Linked DNA regions of Mus musculus: region 1 is linked to region 2. A link is a contact called in public promoter capture Hi-C data. All regions are on one chromosome and are shown on one strand. Each heading gives the region's core, a stretch centred on a gene start, on an enhancer-like site or on the middle of the called end of the contact. The rest is flanking DNA. Distances are from core to core; before and after follow the strand shown.

What was found. Promoter capture Hi-C pulls out the DNA fragments that hold promoters and counts their contacts.
Region 1: a contact with region 2 is called in a promoter capture Hi-C map of second pharyngeal arch cranial neural crest. The contact joins the promoter of Rsph14 here to the promoter of Ipmk in region 2. A contact is called at or near these places in 5 of 39 promoter capture datasets (cranial neural crest, frontonasal cranial neural crest, maxillary cranial neural crest and 2 more).

What each region holds. Positions count from the first base shown.
Region 1 is chr10:75,029,628-75,036,259 of GRCm38.p6, reverse strand. Rsph14 (radial spoke head homolog 14 (Chlamydomonas)) reads left to right here and starts at 3,707. Exons shown (of 7, transcript NM_001163535.1): 1 at 3,707-3,756; 2 at 4,902-5,146; 3 at 6,455-6,557. The coding sequence starts at 4,948. It overlaps Gm40692 (a long non-coding RNA gene), which reads right to left. Exons shown (of 4, transcript XR_003948909.1): 3 at 5,427-5,551; 4 at 1,782-1,947.
Region 2 is chr10:71,346,018-71,351,786 of GRCm38.p6, reverse strand. Ipmk (inositol polyphosphate multikinase) reads right to left here and starts at 4,024. Exons shown (of 6, transcript NM_027184.2): 1 at 3,697-4,024. The coding sequence starts at 3,835.

The DNA of each region.
Region 1 (6,632 bases), core at 2,458-4,957, 3.7 Mb before region 2:
TTTTGTCTGCATGTACATCTGTACAGAAGACGGCATCAGACAGTTGTAAGCTGTGCTGCCATGTGGGTGCTGGGAATTTAACTCAGTATCTTCAGAAGAGCAGTAAGTGCTCTTACTCACTGAGCTATCTCTCACCACCACCATCACACACACACACACACATTGGAAACAGGGTTTTTCTGTATAACAAACCTGGCTGTCCTAGAACTCTCTCTGTAGACCAGACTGGCCTTGAACTCAGAGATTCTGAGATCTGTCTGTTTCAGCCTGCCAAGTGCTCTGATTAAAGGCTTATGCCACCACGGCCTGGCAAGTGGTTCCACTTCTAAGGCCTCAAGTTTAAAGGGTCCTATATCTCCAAAGCTCAGGTTACTCAGCTTTTAAAGGGCCCCGATAAGGTTAAGGGTTTCTTGTGAGGATGCTGCTGCTGGAGACTTGAGTTCTTGTAGCACAGAAGTAATAGAGAGGAGACCGGGGTGTGTGCAGGATCGGCAGGCAAGGCTTTTTATGGCTAAGGAGTGGGGATGGGGCAGGACTGGTAGACCCGTTTTTCTCCTGGAACAAAATGAGAAACAGGCCTATGTTGATTTGCCAGGGTGGGTTAGACACAGATGATGGTCGCCATGCTGACAGAGCTCCCCTGTAGTCTTTTTAAAAACTGCTTGTAGCAAGCCCTCGTGTAGTCTAGGCAGACCCCAAATTTTCCATGATAGTGGCTGTGAACTCCTGATCCTGTTGCCTCCTTCCCCCATGTGATAGAATAATGGGCGTGTACCATTTGCCTATGTCTTCCTGGACTTTAAGGACATGAGGTGGGGGTGGTAACTTTGGGACTCTGGGTGTTTATTTTATAGCAGCTACTGAAAGATTAGCTCCAAAAAGATCAATCCCCCATGCAGGGACAAAGAGCATTTCAGTGGAATCTTACGGCTGCCCTGGCTTTTCATCCCTTCTCAATCACCCATCAGATGTCTCTAGACTCCACTGAGTAGTCTTCATCAGAAGGAGCCTTCAGATCCCCGAGAAGGCATCTAAACACACATCACCATTGCCCAGATCTAGAGGTGTTCTCTACAGCAAAACACTGGCAAACTATTTTTTTTCTTGCCTCAAGTTTATTTGTAAAAAAAAAAAAAAAAAAAAAAAAAAAAAAAGCCCAAGACACTGGTCATCTGCAAATAGTGTGTAGGTAGGTGGGTGTGTCCCAGCAGTCCATCTGTCTTCACACTGGCAGGAGCCTTTTTCTATGGGGCCGTCTCAGGGGCCTGGGCCCCTCTGGGAGCCTGAGCTGGAGCTGAAGCTGGACCTTAGCTGGAGCTTTGGCCTCTGCCTTGTTTGAACCTCGGGCTTTGGTTGGCAGAGCCTATGCCCCTTGGCCATGTAGCTTCGAATCCACTTCCCAAGCTTGGGGTGAGCGATGAAAGGCAGACGGCTGACTCTGCGGCTGGGGCCCTTTGGCATCTTGGGCTTGATGGCCTGAGGCTTCACCAGGGCCTCGATGGCCTCTGCACGCGCACTCACTGCCTTTGCATTGTTGGCCTGCATCTTCTTCAGGCCTTTCTTGTTGTGCTTCTTGGCAAAGCACATGTTCCTTAGGAACTTGCAGTCAAATCCCTTAAAAGATTCGTATCTTTGTGACTGCTGGGGTTTCTTTCCTTTCCTTTCCTTTCCTTTCCTTTCCTTTTTTTTTTTCTTTTTTCTTTTCTTTTTTTTTTTTGTTGTTGTTGTTTTTCAAGACAGGGTTTCTCTGTGTAGCCCTGGCTGTCCTGGAACTCACTTTGTAGACCAGGCTGGCCTCGAACTCAGAAATCTGCCTGCGTCTGCCTCCCAAGTGCTGGGATTAAAGGTGTGTGCTTCTTGACGCCATTTCTGAGCCATTTTTGGGACTGGTTCTATGGTTCTTGGACCTGGCCATGTCTGCACGGTAACCTGCAGCGCTCGCGGCACCTGGGACCGGAAGAGAAAGAGAAACGCCAGCAGTGCAGCATGGGAAATAGGGCCGACACTGCTGGAAGGTCCAACTGATGGGAAACTATTATTCAGTCTGCCATATTTGAGCATCACTGTTGGCAGGATTTAGAGTTACCCTCAGGTGAACACCTCTGCGAGTGTCTGTAAGGATGTTTCCAGAGAGCTTTAACTGAGAAGTACTTACCCTGAATATAAGTTGAGCACCAGTTGGGCCCCAGCGTTCGCCTTTACCTGCGCCTAGTTCCATCGGGTTACCAGAAGGTGAAGTGTCAGATCTCAGAGTCACTTCTGCTGTCCTGCCTTGCTGCCATGATGGACCATACCCTCAATATGTGAGCTGAAATAAATCCTTCTCCCCTCAATTTGCCTTTTGTCTGGTTTTTCGTCATACTAACAAAAAAACTGTCTCATGTGCCCAATGGGTGACCTCTCTCCTAGTGACCTTTGACCCGACTAAGAACAAGGGAAACTACAATGCTTTGAATACTTGCTCCCCCGATGGTGGAAGCGTCAGACTGTGGGAGGGGCCAAGTCACTGAGGGGAAGTCCTTAGAAATAGCTATCCTCTCTCCTCTCCTCTCCTCTCCTCTCCTCTCCTCTCCATCCCTGGTTCATAGTTCATATTTTCCCACTGCCATAGTCTGCCAAGCACCGGTGGGTCAGACCTCCTGAAATTCCAAGCCAAACTAAAAGCTTTTCTCACGTAAGTTGCTTCTCCCAGGCATTCTCTCACGTCGAGGAAAGAGTAACTAATACATTTGGTAATGTGTGAATTGCAGAAAAAATGCTTTTAAATTGTAACTCTTAACTCAAGCCCATAAGTCATTCATTTTGCATTTATCAAACGCTTCTTGGCATATGCTTGGTACAGAGAGGCAGTAAATGAAACAGACACAGGCAAGGTCTTGCTATGTTAAGGGGGTTAGGCGGCTCTTACTGAGTTGTGTCTATGGGGGATGTCAGACAGATGTCTTGTTACATTCTGTGTGTGTTTGAGTTTGTGCAAGGTCTTAGGGTGTGTGTGTGTGCGCGTGCACGCATGTGCGCACATGCAGGTTTATGTAAAGTCTCCATATGGCGTATGTGTATATGTTAGGGAAGTTAGTCAGGGCTTGCTATATCATGTGTAGTACACTAGGCAGGGTTTTGGTATGTTGTATGTATATGGGAGGGGGGTTAGGTGGGGCCCTCCTATGTGTATGGAGAGTGTAATGGGGTCTTGCTATATTGTCTGTGTCTACCTCCCATGTAGCCGGTAATAAAGGCATGCACCACCACCCAGACTCGGTGAGGAGACAGTCTTTGGGGAGCCAAAGGAGATGTTAGGCAGGTGGTGTTGGGGGCCTAGAAAACCACTTCAGCCAGTATGTACTGGGTGGATCAGCTTGCAGAAATATGGGCCCTGACCGGGCAGTTCTGGGGTCAGGTCTACGTGACTCGGAGAGAGCAACTGAATTTCCTTGAGATTCTTAGCCTTGAACTGTATAAAGTTACTCCTTCACCCGGATGGCCCAAAGCATGCAAAGGTCACAGGAAATCTGTACCACTAAGGAGACTTGTCTTTGTTCTTCATAGTAACATTGTAAAATTATGTTGTTTTTCCCTTCTTCACTGGGCTTAGCCTTAGTCTTTTTGCGCCTGCGCCTTGGCTCCCCAGAGTATTGACCGAGAAGCTGCAGACGCTGGCAGTCTCCTAGCAACCAGGTCGCCTGGTAATGGGCCAAGCGCTCTGGCTGGCAGACACCAGGAGACTTCACGCACTGAGGCAAGTGAGGCAGCTGTGAGGTGGGTGCCTGGCACAGGGCATAGGGGGCTTCCTGACCCACCCAGTTCCATTCACACGGGGCTGGTGCCCTCACAGCCTGGGTCTCGCCTTTCCTGCTGGTAGCAGGATTCCTGTAGTGTGTGCCATTTATAGGAGGGCAGCCCATGTCCCAGAGACTAAGATCCCCTGGAGTGAACCCCATTTTAGAGATGGCTGTTACCTTCCCAGTCTGGGGCTTTTCCTCCTTGTCTTGGCTGGTGGCCTGCCTTGGTTTTTTGTTTTGTTTTCTTTTTTTTTTTTTTTTGTTGGTTTTTTTTTTTTTGTTGTTGTTGTTGTTGTTGTTGTTGTTTTTTAACTTCAGAGTTTGAGTCCTGCCAGGTTCTGCAATAGTGATCAGGATAATAACCACAATCAATATATTCTAAGTTCTGTCCAGCCAGGCTCATGGGTATCAGTTATATGGCTGTGCTGGAAGGGCAGAAAGGAAATACCTAACTCTTCAGCTGCAGAGATGATGCATATAGAAGAGGGAGTGACTTGTCAAGGATAGCCCGTGGACCTGGACTATATCCCAGTCTTAACCCTGAAGCCACATTGCCTATGGTTGTTCAAAGAGTGTATGTGTGGGGGACAAGAAATCCTTCTTTAACCCTTCTTGCAAAAGTGTTCTAAGCATGTCCCCAACAGGAAGGAACAGGGCATCTATTTGATAGTTTCTAGCTTTACCAACTCCCTAGCCAAAAATCTATTTCCTTACATGGACAGCTCTTTTTAAGCAGTTTAGTATCTATCTAACTGGCAGTCACAAATTATTGCTGTCACCAGCTAAGCAGGAGCATCAAAGGAGAACACATGTTGGTTTTTACTTGGCTGGCCTATCCCCCCCCCCCCCGCAACCCCCCCTCGTCTTTGGTACTGTGACTAAGGAACCAATCTACCAAGTATCCCAAGCATTTTCTTCTGTCATTGGGCCACACCCGTGCCGTGACCTTGAGAAATCTGGTCAGCCCCTGTTTGCTCATCAGTAAATCCAGATGAAAGTATCCACCCTGTTTGTCTTCACAGACAGTTTTGAGGCTGAGATGGATAAGCTTCTACCTGATAATAGTAATAATGACAGTTTTTCTTCTGTGTGTGTTTGTTGTTGTTGTTCTTTTATTAGCAGTTTCTACAGAGGTTCATTTTCAAAGCCCTTTGGCAGGTGTGAAAAGATGGCTCATGCCCGCATCTCCATGTATATGCCTCCTGACATCGACCCCACAAAAGCCGCCATTGCTTATGGCTGCCGGGCCTTGAGCAAGCTTAATGAGGAGCTACAGTCAAGGGATCTCCTGACAAGGCAGAAAGCCCTAGTGGCTCTGTGTGACCTCATGCACGATCCTGAGTATGTCTACGAGGCCATCAACATAGGTGAGAGCATCCCACACCCGGTAACCATGGCTGGGGGCGGGGGGGGAGGGAGGGGCTGATGTAGTTCAGACATCAGATGGCATCAGGAGTAAGAGCTGCTACTTATTAAGCTGGATTTCAGGCCAGCCGTGCCCCCAAGTGCAGCGCTACCCCCAAGAGAAGACACATTTTCAATTTACAGGTCTGAAACTCAGTGTTCAGGAGGGGTGTGAATCTAAGGTTGCTTAATCAATACGTTAAATAGGATGGGCTGGAGAGATGGCTCAGTGCTCAACAGTACCTGCTGTTTTTCCAGAGGACCTGAGTTCAGATCCCAGACCCGACATCAGAGAGCACACACCGTCTGCAACGCCAGCTCCAGAGAACGGAGGCTTCTGTCCTCCATGTGCACTTGCACACACACACCTAGATATAATTTTAAATAATATAAGTAAATCCTTAAAAATTTAAGCTGGATCTTTATATGCTAAATCTGTCATCCCTAGATCTAGCCAATCCAAAGGCACAGTGACTAGTTTGTGAAATGTATCTTTCTTTTTTTTTTCATTATGTGGATGTGTCTGTAGGTTGGTAAGTGCTTGTGAATCCGAGGAGGGCACCTGGTCCCCAGAACTGAAGTCATAGGTAGTTGTGAGTTGCCCGATGTGGGCGCTGAGAATTGACCTCAGCACCCTCTGCATGCATGTGGCAGGTTTCCAATCTGACCTCATGTCTCCCCTGAGATCAAAGAAATGTCAAGGGCAATTTTTTTTTCTTTTAGCCCCAGGGTTGACTGACTACAAGAGGAGGAACTAATAGGAAAATATGACTTTTCCTATTTTATTGGGGATTTATCTCAGTGGTAGAGCACTTGCCTACCAAGCAAAAGGTCCTAGGTTGGTTTGGTCCTCAGCTCTGGAGGTGGGAGGGCGGGGCTGAGGGACACACAAGGCTGGGTATAGTGGCACATGCCTTTATTCCCAATACCCGGGAGGCAGAGGGAGGTGGATTTCAATGAGTTTGAGGCCAGCAGCCTGGTCTACATAGTGAGTTCCAGGATGGCCAGAACTATATAGTAAGACACTGTCTCAAAAATACATAATACATACCCAGGGGTGGGGATGGAAGAATTATGAGGATGCTTAAATAGGATTGACTCTGGGTGTGAGCTCCTTATACTAACAAATGCTGTGCTGCTGACTTGGTTTCTGCAAAGCCAAAGTACAGACCTTTGGTCCTCTCCTGTTACCTAACATGGGGTCATGGGTTGACTTCTATCTGATTGTCTTTTGGACTGGCAGACATTGAAAAGTCTTCCTGTCCCCACAGGCTGCCTGGAGAGCCTGAAGACCCTGCTGCAGGATGATGATAACCTGGTACGGATAAAGACCACGGAGGTTCTATACATCATGGCCACCCATTACGTAGGCAGGTGGGCAACTGTTGATGAAAACCCATGTCACTGATAGGAATTGTACTGTTCCACCCCGGGAAGACGTCCTCGAGT
Region 2 (5,769 bases), core at 2,775-5,274:
CACTAATAAAGGTCAGACAGCTACTGTGGGTCTCCACATGAGTACCATGTTCTGGTCAGAAATGTACACCCTGAATCTCATCCTATGAACCTTCATGAGCTCAGCCTGGAAAGCATTTCATAAAGTGTGTAATGCGTATTCTACGGCGTCAACACCCCCACCCCCGGAGAAAAAGGCTGAGGCTTCGCTACAAGCAGAGAAGACGTGAGTAACTGAAGGCTGCTGGTAAGGATGGAGGGCTGTCCTGAGGAACATGGGGGAGGGGGGGACCCACATTATTCAAATAAGACTAAATGAGGCTGAGATTATCACTACAGAGCTGCAGCACTTAAATCCCCACAAGACATAAATACACTCTGGCTACAGGACAGAGTACGGATTTTCTTAGGAAATCCACACAGAAGTGTCACTATATAAATGGCAGGACACATGCAACCTACTTACAGAAAGTTCAGGAAAAAAAAGTCATGTGCAAGCAGCTGAGAACAGACGGGGCAGCATGGCTCCGTGCTCCCATCTGCTGTCCCTGTATCTCTTCCCTGCTCTCCACTACAGAATGAGCAGACCAGTGACGAGAAATAGCGTGAGGCTTCCTACCGCTGGTGGCTTCCTACCACTGGTGTCAGCTCAAACCTTCCCCACAGACCACCACATCTCTGCATACCTCCTTTGAGCCACTTGTTTAAAATGTTAATTAAGGGCTTCTCAGTGAAGCCAGTGGTATGGGATAAAATATAAGAACAGAAAAAGATTGAACACAAACATTTGAGAACACCGGGGATTTCAACTGATACAGTCTATTGCGTTTTGGTGGTGTGGTGTGGTGTGGTGTGCAAGAGGAGCTATGGTGTCCAGGAATGACCTAAGACATCTTCTGCTACAGCAGACACAAGCACATCTCACCAGAGAGGAACCGGTAAGCAAATTCTGATTCGAGCACTCGGTCGAAGACAACTGTTCCAAAGACTGAACGACAGGGCAAAGGAGAAGCTCCCAGAGGCACCAGGCCACCAGGCAGCAGTGTGTTTGATGAGGGTAACTGTCACATCGCCCGCCAAGGAACATCTATACAGAAATGAACATGGTTTAACAACAAGATGCAGCCCAGGTCAAAAAACAAACAAACAAACAAGCAAACAAACAAACAGTGTGTGCCTCTGGAGTGTCCGAGTAAAGGTTCAGAATGCTGTCAGTGTGTATAGTTAAGTGCCCCAAAACAATGGCCCAGGGGCACTCAGAATGCAGGTGGCAGCTATTAACCCTAGGGCAACCAATGAGGGGTGGCATGATTTTCTTTTCCTGTCCTTGAGACAAGATCAATCCTAAAATGAAAACCCCCGTTACAGTGTATAGCTGCAGTTAAACATGACAATGAATACAACCTCTACAAAGTGTTCCCCAGCTTAGTGAGGACTAAGGCGGTGGTGGCCCCTCGGCAGTGTGCTGGGTAGGATCTAAACAGTGGCTCTCAACTTGTGGGTTGTGACCGCTTTGGGGGCAGAAAGACCCTTTCCCAGGAGTCACCTAGGAAAACGTGGATATTTACATAACGAGTCATAACGGCAGCAAAATCACAATCAGTCATGAAGTACTGATGAAAGCAGTGTTATGGTGGGGGGGTTACAACAACAGGTGGAACTGTATGAAGGGTCGCAGCATTGGGAAGGCTGAGAACCACTGCTCAAAGCAATGTGACCCATCTGTGACAGTGGAAGGGAATAATAAAAATGGCTGAACTTTGAACGGCTGACTACCTTGCTATCTATTTATGAGCAGGGAAGAGGACTGGTGCCGTCTCCAGTGTAAACATCTGAGAATCCAAGGGGAACAAACATCAGGCTGCGGGCACCACAAGAACCTGTTCTCTCAGTCAAAAGAATCTAGTGAAATTGAAAACAAACAAACAAGAAAACCCTTAAGAGCAAAACTAGGGACTACTTTCTCTGAAATCTCAATCGTTTTTTTCAACGAAGCAGTTCGGGTGAGAAATTAGCTCTTTCCAGGCTGTTTGTTTGGGACATGGTTTAAAGTCACAATCAGGGCACTCTGGAATTATTCACCAGTTGGCTCTAAACAGGGCGCTAGCATTGTAAGCTAGTCCCAGGTGCCAATCACAGATGATCTTGATTTGGGTCTGTTTTTTACATAGTCTCCAGGACCTCCAGGGAATTAATCACTTTCTTAGGCCTTTAGGAATCCCATTGTTTCGGGTCAAGCAGACTCCAGATATGATGCACAGAAGGAAATATCTTAGCCAAGAACCTCAAGTGTGCAGTTTCCTAACTCTGATGTAGTCTTTCAACATTTCCTGATGGCAGCTGAGCTCCAGGCTGTGTGCTTCCCACAAGCACAGTAAAGGGTGGGTGTTGGTTTGGTTCTGGGACAGTGTGTCAGTGTGATGCTTAACCAGGCTTGTCTTAAAATGCAGGTTCATGCCTATACCCTCAGCTTTATATCCAAAGTTCAAGGCCTGCCTAGGCTATAGTGAGTTCCAAGTGGTACTTAGGGAGCCCTGTCTTTAAAGAAAAAGAGGAAGTCCTCGGGAATGTAGGTCAGTGGTAATGCTCTTACCTAAAGTCTTAGACTCAATCCTCTATACCACTGAAGAGAGAAAAGAAAGAAATTTATTGCCTTACCAGCCTAAACCTGAAACGCTTTATCAGCAAAACACATACCCACATACCGTCTCTAACGGTTGTTCCGGGTCAGATATCCACAAGAGTCCCAAGTTCACCCTACACTTCATATGACTACCGTGCCCAAACGCTGTGAGTATCGGACTGAATTACAGTCTCTGCCCTGGAGTGGACCCTGCGCTGTTTCTACAAATCTTGAATTCACAAAGCACATAACAAATGCCAGGGAACAGTCTATAAAGATGAATAAGGAAAGAATGCATATTTTATATGTGTACTGTTCTCGGGAACAGCCAGTGTGAAGCCTACCCAGGAGGCAAGGATCTGCACCGCCGAACCACGCCTCCCAGCGCAATCAAAGACACTGGAGAATCCTTCTCAAGGGACAGGGAGTGATCCTGGATGAGCCAAGGCAAGTTTAAAAACATATAGCAGTTTGCTTTTGATTCCCCTCCTGCGACGGGTTAGCATCAAGCATCTGGGTCCCTCTAACAATTACTATTCCTGGTAATAAACAGAGCTTGAGCTCCAGAGAGAATTTACTTCCCGGTCCAGAAAAGAAAACCAAGTTCCTTATTTTTACTAACGCCTTCTCCAATCATCACTCGCCTTCCCTGGAGCGAAGGGGCACGCCTCTCCGCGCCACTAGGAGCCTGTGGCTGCTCCTGGGGGCGCCCGGCTTCCTACCCCCGGGGACAGGGGACACTCGGGACAACGGGAGCCGGTGACTCTAGGCTGCGGGACGCCTGGGGCCGGGGACTGCCGTGTGGGGACCAGAAGAGTCGTAGACAGCTGTGACCGGGATGGGAGGCCAGGGAACGCCAGGGTGGGGACAGAAGAGCTGGGGACAGCTAAGACAGTGACCCGGAGGCCTGAGAATGCCGGGGTGGGGAGAGTGGGGACCAGTGACTGTAGGGGTGGCGACGGCTAAACCCACAACACCACCGAGGCTGGGGACAGCGGAGGCCGGGGACTGCCAGAGCAAGGCACGGCGGAGGCCGGGGACTGCCGGGACAGAGCACAGAGAGGACTGGGGTAGGGGACCCGAGGCCGCACTCACCCACTTTGTCCTTGCCGTACATGTGGCCAGCCACCTGATGCGACAGCGGCACGCAGCCTCCGAGCAGGCGCGGCACCGGCGGGCTGTCTCCGGTGCTTCCCGGCGGCCGCAGGCGCAGCGCTGGGGGCTCGGCGGCCATCGGGGCGGCGACACTCGGCGTCAGGCGTCAGGGAGGACCGGGGCGGCATCGCCCGCGCAGGCCCAGCGCGCGGACCCATGCCGAGACCGCGCTGCCCGCTCCGCGGCCCGCACTCTGAACCCCGGCCGCCCGCGCCCGGGATAAGGGCGCCGCGGCCCCGCCTCTGCCCGCCCCCTGTGCGCTCCGGCCGGGCGAGCTCCACTCTGAGCATGCGCAACAGCTACTCGCCAGGATCCCGCCCAGCGGTGCCGAGCATGCCCAGAGGCTACCCTACTGGATCGGGGCCAGCTCCACACTGATCATGCGCAGAAGCTACCGGACCAGACCTGCTCACCCCTTCCACGGAACACGTCCAGAAGGTAGACCAGCGCCAAACTGAGCGGGTCTAGAGTCCCAGCCCGCTGCCGACCTGCACTGAGCATGCTCAGAGGCCGCAGGATGGGACTTGTCTCAAATGCCCCTGCTTGCATCATTACCAGCAAGCACTTCAGGGAGCGAACTGGCGTCCGGAGTCCCTATGTGAAAAACTCATTAGACCTAGGAGACCCGCAGCAGAGCAACCCAGAGAGGTGACTGGTTAGGGGCAGACCTCCCACAACGCCCTGCCCTTTCAGATCAAAGAGACAGAAGCATCCTGACTGAAGATGTCTCTTCTCACACCTTCCAGTTGGCACCCTGCCCGACCACTACCTCAGAGTACTCATGACAAGTTTATGTGTTAGACATTGACAGTCATCTTAATTCATTTTTTTTTTTCTTAAGCTTGTTAATTGTGCTCAGGGAAGCCAAACGAGTGGGGTTTCTTGGAACTGGAGTAACGGGCATTATGGGCACACCGATGAGGACGCAGGGAATCAAACTTAGGTCCTATGCAAAAGATATATTGCTTTTAATCTCCTTTAAAAAAATTTTTTAATAATGCTTTTTTTAAAGATTTATTTATTTATTTATTGTCTGTGAGTACTCAGTACACTGCCACTGTCTTCAGACACCAGAAGAGGGCATCGGATCCCTTTACAGATAGCTGTGAGCATTATGTGGTTGCTGGGAATTAAACTCATGACCTCCGGAAGAGCAGGCAGTGTGCTCCTAACTGCTGAGCCATCTCTTCAGCCCCAAGGCTGAATCTCTTAAGTGCCAAACTCTGGTGGAAACAGAGTAACACAGTTCCTGCTGCTGGTACAGGGCCCTGGTGTGAGCCTCCAGATGTTGCTGAGCCCTTCGTGGAAAGTGTCCAGTGTCTTCTGTGGGCATAAGGCTTGTTTGTGTAATAAATAATGTACATGTTTTCACATCCCTTCAGGGAATGTCCTCTCTCTTAAGGATAATGACTCCATGATAATCTAAGACAGCATGAGTATTACAGGAGGCAAAGGTGTGGCTAATGTTTCAGCAAAATGGTAAACCCAGGACCTTCAGGATGCAATATGAATTATGAGGGGCTTCAGGACTCTAAAGGAGCAAAGACAACTGCACTAATGAGCCAGCTTGTCAGAAAGATACAAAGACAGGCAGATTCCTGAGTTCAAGTTCAGCCTGGGGCACAGCAAATCCAAGCTCAGGTAGAAATGGTCTTTTCAGGAGATCCACCCAGCTAGCTGATCCCACCCAGCTAGCTTAGCAACCGTGTGTAACACAGCAGGCAGATCTCGGAATTCTTTTGCAATGTTAAAAGAAAACATGTGCTTGCTGTTTTCCTAAGAATCAAAGGGGTGGGGTCAGGGGATGCTGATTCATAGGATAATCAAAAGAGAACCTGGAATAAATAATTGAATTGAGGTGTAAATTTAAAAAGAAAAATGAAAAAAAAAAAAAAAACAAACCAGGACTTTTGAGCTAGCAGACAGCAATAACAGTTCTTTAGAATTTCCTCTAAGCGGGGCGTGGTGGCGCACGCCTTTAATCCCAGCACTTGGGAGGCAGAGGCAGGCGGA